2 separate regions of the Mus musculus genome follow, and region 1 is linked to region 2. A link is a contact called in public HiChIP or PLAC-seq data. All regions are on one chromosome and are shown on one strand. Each heading gives the region's core, a stretch centred on a gene start, on an enhancer-like site or on the middle of the called end of the contact. The rest is flanking DNA. Distances are from core to core; before and after follow the strand shown. Region 1 overlaps Dnah17 (dynein, axonemal, heavy chain 17). Region 2 has its middle 35 kb from the start of Socs3.

Evidence for each region. HiChIP or PLAC-seq counts read pairs in DNA pulled down with a chosen protein or histone mark.
Region 1: an H3K27ac HiChIP or PLAC-seq map of embryonic stem cells shows a contact between it and region 2, with 8 read pairs. The contact joins two enhancer-like sites. A contact is called at or near these places in 1 of 15 datasets of contacts at CTCF or cohesin (large pre-B cells), 13 of 484 Hi-C or Micro-C datasets (ECoMG myeloid progenitors, Th2 cells, bone marrow-derived macrophages and 8 more), 2 of 115 datasets of contacts at active chromatin or transcription factors (embryonic stem cells and pancreatic cancer cells) and 2 of 9 other capture datasets (adipose tissue and liver).

The regions. Positions count from the first base shown.
Region 1 is chr11:118,089,411-118,094,628 of GRCm38.p6, forward strand. Dnah17 (dynein, axonemal, heavy chain 17) reads right to left here. Exons shown (of 81, transcript NM_001167746.1): 29 at 5,095-5,186; 30 at 4,684-4,810; 31 at 4,109-4,261; 32 at 1,984-2,109; 33 at 1,306-1,392. Among named protein-coding and RNA genes, the nearest start is that of Dnah17, 37 kb to the right of the region's middle. Within about 2 kb of position 2,326, at least 4 of the 459 cell types and tissues checked have an H3K27ac peak or open chromatin away from gene starts, as enhancers often do. A contact at or near this core is called in embryonic stem cells, where this site is marked.
Region 2 is chr11:117,932,108-117,937,566 of GRCm38.p6, forward strand. No RefSeq gene overlaps it. Among named protein-coding and RNA genes, the nearest start is that of Socs3, 35 kb to the right of the region's middle. Within about 2 kb of position 2,289, at least 119 of the 459 cell types and tissues checked have an H3K27ac peak or open chromatin away from gene starts, as enhancers often do. A contact at or near this core is called in embryonic stem cells, where this site is marked.

The sequences.
Region 1 (5,218 bases), core at 1,076-3,575, 160 kb after region 2:
GAGTGCTGTCTTTGTAAGCACAAGGACCTGGCTTCGATCCCGTGTAAGTAAGGAGGCATCTTGCTTGTAATCCCAACACCCCTCGGGGGGCAGACACAGGAGGATCTCTAGGGCTCCCGGGGGCTAACCTGGCCTAATGGGAAAGCTTCAGACCCTGACCTCAAACTAAGTTTCCTGAGAAACCACCCAAGGTTCATGTGCACGGACACACACTCACAAACTCACACACGCATCTTCTAAGATTTAACCAAGAGACTCAAGGGAAAGAAAGTACTCAGAGGATGGAGGTGCCTGCCGTCCAGCCCAACAACCCCAGTTCCATTCACGGGAAGCAAAGAATTGATCCCCCCCCCCACACACACACACAGGTTGTCTTCTGATCTCATGCACACGAGATGCACATGTATACACACACAAAGAGACAGAGGGGGTGGGGATTGTAAAAAAAAAGAATAGTTTTGGCGTCTGATTTCTGGGGACACACTGTAGATTGGTGTCTGATTTCTGGGGACACATTGTAGATTAGCGTCTGATTTCTGGGGACACACTGTAGATTGGCGTCTGATTTCTGGGGACACACTGTAGATTGGCGTCTGATTTCTGGGGACACACTGTAGATTGGCGTCTGATTTCTGGGGACACACTGTAGATTGGCGTCTGATTTCTGGGGACACACTGTAGAAGGGTTCTGAGGCTTGACCCCAGCAAGTTGTTTACTGTAGAAGGAGTAATGTATTGGTGACGATGACACTTGTACTGTTACGGGACAGCTTATGACCCACACAGACAGTGAATACAGCTTCACCTTGGAGAGGGGGACCTGAACTGCCTGCTTCTAGGTCAGTTTGACACAAGTTACAGTCGTTTCAGAGAGAGAGCCTCAACTGAGAAAATGCCCCCACCAGATCAGCCTGTGGGCAAGCCTGTGGTTCATTCCCTTAATTAGCGATTGATGGGAGAAGGCTCGGGCTGCTGTGGGTGGGGCCTAGCCTGGGCTGAGGATGCTGGGCTGCAAAAGAAAACAGGCTGAGCAAGCCTTGAGGATCGAGCCAGTAAGCAATGATCCTCCGATCCTCTGTGGCCTCTGCTTCAGTTCCTGCCTCCAGGTTCCTGTCCTGACTTCCTGGACGACGGACTACAGTTGTGAGCTGCGCCTGTAATAAACCCTTTCCTCTCCAAGTTGCTTTAGGTCATGTAGTTTTTATCTCAGCAATAGGCACTCTCATCAAGACAGGGGGTTGGGGGTGGGATGGGGGTGGGGCTTCTGGCTACTGCCTGGTAGTGTGGGGCCCAGAGCCTCCAAACCTGCTTTTTGTTGTAGTCTTTGATGGCGTTTTCGTAGCCTTCCTCCAGCCTTGCGAACGCCAGGCCCACCTCCGTCGTCCACCAGATCTGCGTGCATGTCAGCGCCACCTGGAAACCACCCAGAAGAAACTGTTCTTTATGGACAGTAAGACGAGGTCATAGCCAGGTGTGGTGGCACACACCTTTAATCCCAGCACTCAGGAGGCAGAGGCAGGTGGATCTCTTTAGTTTGAGGCCAGCCTGGTCTACTGAACGAGTTCTGGGAAAGCCAGGGCTACACAGAGAAACCGTCTTGAACCCCCACTTTCATCTACACCCCCAGAAAAAAGAAAAGACAAGGCCACGAGGCTGGACAGACAGCTCTGTGGTTAAGAGCACTGGCTGCTTTTCCAGAGGACATGGGTTTACTTCCCCCCACCCCATCCTACTCTACCCTCGTGGATGCGCACAACCATCTTTAATTTCAGTTCCTGGGGATCTTTCGCCCTCTAGTGGGCACTGTGGGCATTGCACACGTGGTACACATATATACACACAGGCAAAACACCCATACACATAAAATAAAGGGAAATTTCTTTTAAATGAGCTTGCATTATACAGTTAACCCCATTCCCAACAGACAAGAGCATGACCCAGGGCCCAGAGCCACACTGCAGTGGGCCCGCATCCATTCCAGACCTGGGCCGGGTAGTCAAAGATCCATTGTTCCCTCGGTTTCTCCTCGTAAGTCACCACGGCTTCTGGAATTTCGTGGCGCAACGTGGCGCGCATTCGGTCCAGCACGCGATTCAGCCACACTTCCACCTGGGGAAAGACCTCACTCTGACCTCACAGGCATATCTCATCACAGTGACTGGTACGCCCGAAGCAGGTGAGCTTGGCGGGCAGGCGGAGCCACCCTGCCTGTCCTGACCTCTGCCCAGTCCTTTCCCAACAAAGAAGTTGGCCACCTGGGATCTCCACCTGCACTGAGCTTCACCCACACCCCTCTCTAAACAAAGCCACCATCGCTCTGATCTATGGCTACTCAATAGCTTCCTTCCGGGGACCAAGCAAGCATCCCAGATCCAGAAGCAGTGAGCCAGCCCAGTGTGGACCAGTTTTGGGGTACATGGGGAGAGAGGCAGAATGGATCCCAAGTCAACTCTTCAGGAAAATCCCCTGTTAGCCATCTCATGGGTTTGCACGATCGGGCACGCACATGTTCCAAGTCCAGGATTAACAACCAACTCCTCCTCCACCTGGATCCACAGAAACAGTGTTGGCACCCAGCCAGAACTCTGAGCCACTTATTTTAGTGCCCACTGCCCCTGTGTGTCTGCTCTATTCCTTTGCTTTGTCTCTAAATAGTCTCTCCTCTGCCCGCCCGCTGTTTTTATCACTTGTGTGTGAGCTTCAACTCTTTAAACAAGATGCCAAGAACTTGGAAGCTCCCTCCAGCGTCAGGGACAGAGATGCTAATGTTACCCATAGAGCAGTAGAAGACGACCCACCCGAGCCAATGAGATGCCTCAGTTGGTAAAGGCATTTGTAGTGTGAGACTGACGACCTAGGTTCGATACACAGAATCCCCATAAAATGGAAGGAGAGAATCATGTCCACAAAATTGTCCTCTAACCTCCATGTGAGTGTCTCCCCCCCACACACACACTAGGATAAAGTCCGTGTCCCCCCTCCCCCCCCCAGACAGGGTTTCTCTGTATAGGCCTGGCTGTCCTGGAACTCACTCTGTAGACCAGGCTGGCCTTGAACTCAGAGATCTGCCTGCCTGTGCCTCCCAAGTGCTGGGATTAAAGGCATGCGGCACCAACGTCCGGCTAGGATAAAGTTTTTAAAAAGCCCCCAAAGCTGACCCCACCTAAAGGCCGCTTTAGTAAGCCAGGGACACCTGGCAAAAGCTTGCGGAGTATACAGTTATCCCTAAGTCGGAGAAGGGAGCAGGCAGCCATGCAGAGAAGTCTATCTCAGTGGGAGACTGTCTACCTTGCTCTCATGGGGTGCTGGGCTCATCTCCAGCACCACAGCTGATCAAGCCCAGCTCTCCCTGCTGCACCTGGGTCGGGGAGCAGGCTGTCTTTTCTAGCGGTCACTCCCCTGAAAGGACCTTGCTGCTGCTCAGAGTCCCTCTGAGAGGAGCAATGGGAGGCTAAGCCCCATCTAGCCCCTCTGACCTCCCTAGTGCCCAGACTCTAGTGAGAGGTTCTGGTTTGCCCCTACGCATTTTCCTTCAGGCTAATGGCCATATCATCTCTGTGGCTGGGTCAGAGGTCAGGCAGCGAGGTCGGGGAAGGGCCAGTGAGAAGTTTGCTGTCGTTAGGTAGGATCCGGTAAACCGAGTGTAGGTGACATGCTTGCTGGAAGGAGGACCAGGGCCACACGATTGCTTCTCTGAAGCCACTCAATCGTCATGCCCACTTCCTGTGCACAGGGGCTCAGAACCTGTTCAGGTGGCACAGCCCCCTTCTGCACCAGCTGTGACAATTCAGAGATGGGTCAAGCCTACCTCTTCTTCCTTCCTTTGCCCCTTCCTTTACCACACACTACGGGAAGGCTGTGTGCTATAGATTCTATAACAAAGTTGGAGCCGGTGAGATGGCTCAGCAGGTAAAGGTGCTTGCTGCCAAGCCTGGCAAACATGAGCTCTATCCCTGGGGCCCACACAGTGGAAGGAGAGAACCGACTCCCGAAAGTTGTCCTCTGACCTCCACTGGTACATCAGATAAAAAGAGGCCCCCAAGCATCTCCTTGACAGATGGATGACCACATGGCAGCATGCAGCCAACCCCGCCCCTCCAAGGCTCACCTGCCCGGAGAGGTCACACTCCTTATCAAAGTCCACAAACTCGTCCTCCTTGCTGTACATCCCCAGCCCAAACTTGAGTGGCTTTCCACTAGCGTCAAGGCGGAACTTGAGCTTACACAGGCTGTCGAAGAGCTTGGACAGGTGGCGGCTCACCTGGGGGAAGGACCCTAGAGTTGCTGGGAGCTCTGGGCTACTTAAGCCCCACCCCCATCCTTTTTCTTTTGTCTTTGGAATATTTGTTCCTTGTCTTCTTTGACTGATGTTAATGGAGGCAGCCACAGGCTGGGGGGGGGGGAGAACTGGCCTCTCTTTCCTAGGAGCTCTGGGGACGCGTCTTCCTAGATCCCAGGGTGTGTGTGTCAGGGCAAAGGTCATGAAGGCCACACAGAGAACCAGTCAGTGTATCTTTCAGATGTTCACAGAGCCCCCCCCCCCCAACTTCTTACCCATCCCATAGAAGGAGGCAAGCAGGGTGGAGTCAGGTGACTTGCCCAAAGTCACGGGATACATTGTGAGCTTGTCCTCCAGCCAGGGCTCCTAGGTGCAGGGGTTTACACCATTGCATTCCTGCCTACCTCCACGGGGTCGTTTCCGTTGGAGAGAATATCAAGCAGATCGGCGGAGGAGACAAAATAGAACCGTGGGAACGCCAGCCTCTTGGTCTCCAGATATTCAGCCAGCGCCTTTTCACACACAGCCAAGCTAAGGGGAAGGAGAGGAAGGGAGGGAAGGGACTGGTGGGTCCTTTACTGTAGGGCTCTTGGCCAGCCCATGCCCTTGGCTTACTGAAAGCATCTAGTTTTTCTCCACAGACCCTATTCGTCTCCAGATGCCCCTGTCCTCCACCAGCTCTGATCACACAGTGTGTGTCCTAATCCATCTCAGGGATGGAATATTATTAGCCTGTGACCTGTGCCTTTGCACAGCAGGTGGCACATGACCTGTCCCATCAACACCTCAACTGGACATATGGGATGGAGACCCACCTCATCTTCAGGTTCTCCAGTTTGTTATAGAGATCCGGTTTGTTTGTGGCTTCCACCACGTTTGGTGTCTTCACAGCATCCTCCATCAAAGCCTGGGGGTGGGGGAGAAGGGAGGACAGAAGGA
Region 2 (5,459 bases), core at 1,039-3,538:
CAGTCAGTCAGTCAACACACATTAACTGTCAGCCGACTCTGTGCCAGATACTCTTGCAGGCTTTGGACAGACAAGAAGTTCACTCAGCAGCCTAGGAGCCTTCAAAGCCCTGTGTGTCACCCTCAGGAGTAGGTACCAAACATCTGTGGAGCACTGGGGTCACCTTCAGGCCAAGGATAAGGGGCCTCTTGGGATGAGGGAGGCCCAGCCCAGGACAAGGCTCAGGCCCAGAGCCAGGGGGCCACCCTGAGGTGTGGTGGCCCCTGGGCAAAGAGTGACTCAGGCTCCGCCCAGCCTCCCTAACTGGGCCTGGGTTTGGTTTGTTTAAGAACAAATTAGTCACAGCAGGCAGCTTTCCCGAAAATAAAATGAGAGTCCCCAGGAAGCAGGGAAGATTGGAGGCAGGCGAGTGAGTCAGCACGTGCTCCCCCAAGGGCTCCACTTTCCAAATATGAGACCTCCTCCCTCCTCCCTCCTGCTCCTCCTCCTCCCCAACCTGTTCCTCTGCAGCCTCTATCTCTCTTTTTCCGCCTCCTCTCCTGTCTCCCTCCACATCCCCTTCCCACCAGTTGGGCTCAGTCCTCAGGAGCACTCACTGTCCCTGTCCCTGTCCCTGTCCCTTCCTGGTCTCTCCTTCTCCTCCGTCCACCGCCCCCTCCCCCGCCCAGGCATTGGCTGCAAGAGGAAAGCAGGGAAGGCCTGGCCCTCCTCTTAGGACCCCTCCACCACTGGGAAGGAAGCCTTCAGGGTGCTGCCATATTGCAGACAGTGATGGTCATTACCTGGGAATAGGCGGGGGTGGGGGGTCACAGAAAGAGGGACCCTTAAAGACTCGGTGGGGCTGCAGGCCCCCTTCCTGGGCCTCCACTGGCCTGTGAAATCAGTCCTCTCTGAACTCTTTGATTTCTGCTGCCTAGGGAAGTCTTATGGGAACTGGGACTGGGGGCCAGTTTGGATTCAAAGAATGGGCTCTGGCCTAGCCTCTCTCCCTGCTTCTCTGGCAGCCTGTGAGAGAAGGTTTCACCCCATGGGAGGGAGCCAGCTCTCAGTTTGGAGGAGACTCTGGTCACATACCTTCACAGCCCAAACTCAGAGGGTCAGCAGCAAAGGTTCCTGACTGCAGGAAGGAGCCAGGCTTAGGAATGGCCCTTGATAAGTCACTGAGGACCTAGGACAGCTTTCCTACAGGATTCTAGAGTCTTCCTCCAGCCCCCTTTCAGCAGGTGAGAGCAATGCTCTCTCATTGCCCCTGGGAACTTCCGCCCCCCCCCCGCACCCCCGCACCCCTCTCCCCCGGGACCATCACTTCTAAGACTACCCCCAGGAGTCAGAGCAAGCAGCCCCAGGCCTAGGTCACTCGACTGGGCCGGGGTCCCTTGCCTCTCCCGTCTCTGTTCAGTCTCTGCTTGCATTTCTCAATGAATAATTTAGCTGTTTGAGTTACAGTAAAGAGCAGTACAGCTTCCCTCCCCAAATCGTTAAGAACTGATATGTTCGGCGTCTTGATTCCTTCTGAGGAAGAAAGTCCCTTTCCTAGCAAAACTGAGCCTTAACCAATATCTGTGACAGTAATAGGCTATTGATATAAATATATCATATATGTGTGTGTGTGTGTGTGTGTGTGTGTGTGTATGTGTGTGTGTGTGTGTGCTCTAAAAATTGACTGTAGTGTCAGCCACTGGTTCTTGGGAACAGGAAAGAATAACAGACCTGACTCTGGGTGTGGGTGCTGCTGCCATAGAGAGAAAAAGAGCTACATAAAGTGTGGAATGGAGTGGATGTTGTGTGCACATGTGTGTGTGTGTGCATGCATGTTCATGTGTGTTCACATGTATGCGCATGTGTGTGTACTTGAGTATTCATGTCCTATATAGATGTGTAATTCATGAGGGTATGTATAAGCATGTATGCCTGTGGGGGGTGCACACCTAGCTGTGTGTTACATGAGGCTGCACATGTGTGTACATACGGCACGTGTAGCTGGTGGTTTGTATCATGCTTGTGCCTGAGCTGTGCAGCTGGAAGGAACAGGCTGGGACACTGGGAGCTCCACAGTGCAGAGGGACAGTCCTTTCACATCTTCAGAGCTGGAAAAGTTGGGGTGTGGAATCTGGGTGAGGCTGGGCTTGGGCCTCCCAGTCAGGTGACTTGCAGTCAGGGAGGGGAGAGGCTCTGGGAAGTTCAGAGAGAGGGAGGGACTGAGGCGAAGGGCCAGGGTGGGGACCTGGGCTGGGAGTCTCTCTGAAGAGTGAGGCAACATCCAGGGGCTGGAGTTCTGGAGCAGAGAGCCAAGGAGATTGAGAGGTGTGGCTCAGAGGGTGGGTGGAGTCTGGTGGGTGTGTGAGAGCAGGGGTGGGGCTTCCCAGCACTGCTGTGGCAGGTGCTACCCTTGTGATGGTGGTAAAGAGAAAAGGACAGTGTTCCAGAGTGGAAGCCGCTGGAACTTGGCTTCCTGAAAGCTCCCTTGAGTGACTGGAGCAGGCAGCTCTCTGGCTGGGAGTGGGTTGGGTCTGAGTGTCCTGACTAGACTGACCCAGAGCCACTGAACCTGTCCCTGGGCCTGATCTGCTGACCCATGCCTAAGCAAGACAACCAACCTCCACAGGGGGCTCTTCCATCTCTGCCCATCCTCCCAACAGGACCCAGCAGCTTGAATTCACACTCCAGGCTGCAGGGTGGGCCTGAGATGGGCCTCACACCTCTCCCCCTGTTCCCATCAGTATCCGGTCTGTGTTTTCAGGCTGAGGCAATCTTCAGGTGCCTGTGCAGAATGCCCTGCCCTTGTGTAAGCTACCAAGCACCAGCCACTTGCAGGATCTTTCTCTCTTCAGAAGACTTCTTCCAACTTCCATCTCCGTGGAGAGTATTCTGGGTCTTTCAGTGTGCTGAATGCATAGACTGCTGAGGGGTGTCTCTGCAGTAGGCTGGGTGGATGCTTCCATAATCCAGCTTCTTACAGATGCTCTGAGAATCATAGATGAATCTTCTCCCTCTCCTCAGGATAATGTGGCAACCAGCTCTGACCCCAGCACCTTGCAGCCAGATGTGGGTCTGCTGCAGGGGCCTGGGAGCCACATCCCATCTCTCTTGTGCTGTTAGCCCCACATCCCACCTCTTGTGCTGTTAGCCACATCTGTTGCTCTGACCTCTGCTGTGCTCAGTGAGAGGGGAGGAAGGGTCCGGGTCTGAGGCAGCTGGGGAATTCGGCTTTGGAATCCGGACAGCAACCCCCAGGAAACTGCACCATGGTGTCTTGGCTCCTGAGGAGACAGGAAAGATGATCATGTTCCTCAGAAGAGAGGAGAGAGCTCCCAGTTTCCCCGGACAGGATGGGAAATAGCCTGGTTTCCAAGCTTGGAGCCTCACAGGGCTCCTTGCTTCCTGGGATATGCATGCAGGGACTTGTCTGTCTCTTTCTTTTCTTGCTGTCGTTCCTTCTGGCCCAGAGAGGTTTGTGCAGGGAGATTTGGCTGGTGGCAACCCTCAACATCTATTTCCTTGGTGGGAATGACGAAGCATCCTATGCCTCAAAAGGCCACCCTACCGCCTCATATCTCTCTGCTCTGTCCTGTGGCAGTGCAGTGGGCTTTGGGCAAGGAAGTGGCTTTTTTGCTCTTGGCCCAGGACCTTTGACTATGCTTCCGCTAGGCCGGGGGCCAGCAGGCTTTTCCTGAAAAGGAGTATGTGGTGAATACTTTAGCCTTTGGTCCTGGAGTGAGAGACAGCTCAGATCCCTGAGGGACTACGCCAGTAAACTCTGGACGCTGAAGCTTGAATCTCACGCAATAGTGGTCGCCTGTTGTGAAACAGCCTTCTTTTGATTTGCTTTTCAGCCACTTAAAAATGCAAAAACCAGACTGGGAACAGAGTTTAGCAGGTAGCGTGCTTCCCTGACATGGACAGAGCACTGTCTTCGGTTCCTGACACTGCATGAACCAGACGTGACAGCATATACTGTAATACCAGCCTTTGGGAGATAGGCAGGAGGCCATCGTCAGCTACACAGTGAGCTCAAAGTTGCCTAAGTTACTTAAGACCCTGATACACTGGCACACACGAACACGCACGTGCACACACAATAAAAAGATAAAAATCCAGTCAGGTGTGTGTAAGCACGTGTCTATAGTAACAGAACTTGCCCGGGGGGAGGGGTGGAGCCAACAACGCTCAACTACCCTTTCCTAAGGAGTTTGAGGCCATGGTGAGATCCTGTCTCCAAAATAAAACAACTCCAGCGACAACAGATTCGTTTGGCCTGAGGCTACAGCACGTGAAGCACCAGTTGCTGCAGCCCTTCAGAGCTGTCTCCTCCCCTGCAGGTATGCTGAGCATGGAAGTCTGGCACAGTGCCCTGGCTTCTTTCCCAGGAGGTAGGCTAGCACAGAGCCTGGTACACAGGGGTACGGACAGAGTAGCTATCAGTTAAACTCTCTTTGTTGTCCACGTTATCTCCTGATCTCCACAAAGCACAGCTGCTGTCCCCACCTGACAGACATCCCAGCAGAGGCCCAGAGAGATCCCAAAGCTGCCCCGGGTTGCTCAGGCAGCAGAGACTGTGACAGGGATCAACCCTGGGAGCTTGGTGGCTGAGCAACTAGGACCACATGTGGAATGCTAAGACTTCAGGGAATATGGCTAGGGTCACAGAAGCCTGTCCTGTCAAATCCTTGTTATAGTTGCTCTCTGCTGCTTTGTGGGTCTTTCTTCTTCCTCACCCTTAATTTTCCCTGCAACCCCGTTTCACCCTCTGCCACTAGATAGGCAAAAAAGGATGGAGGAGCGGGGAGATCTCTTTCCTTCCTTTTGTTTCTTCTTGGAGCTCAACTACTTACAAATTGCAACCAGAACTCCCTGAATGACCAGCAGCCACCCACCCTGTCTACATTTACACCCCCTCTGTAAAGTTTCCAGAATTCTGAAAGTCACACAATCACAGAAACTATCAACAGCTGGCAAAATCACACCTCTGCTAGAGCACGAGGCAACTCAGCTGCTACAGACAGCCCAAAGCAGCCCCACACCCCGACACCCAGGATTAGAATGAAGGCATATTCTTAAAACATTTCTGTGTTCTTTTAAAAAGAAACTAGGGGGCTGGTGAGATGGCTCAGTGGGTAAGAGCACCCGACTGCTCTTCCGAAGGTCCAGAGTTCAAATCCCAGCAACCACATGGTGGCTCACAACCATCTGTAATAAGATCTGACTCACTCTTCTGGAGTGTCTGAAGACAGCTACAGTGTACTTACATATAAATAAATAAATAAATAAATAAATAAATAAATAAATAAATAGAAACTAAATGTCCAGAATTCCACCTTGTTCCCTAGCTTGCAATGATCAAGTCTCTGTTCGCTACAGAGCTGCCTGGGTCTTCTACATGCTGACATTCTCTGGGCTTCATTTCCACAGCCAGGTTTAGGTTTCTGGGTTGGGGTCCCATCTTCTCAGCACCCTGAGGT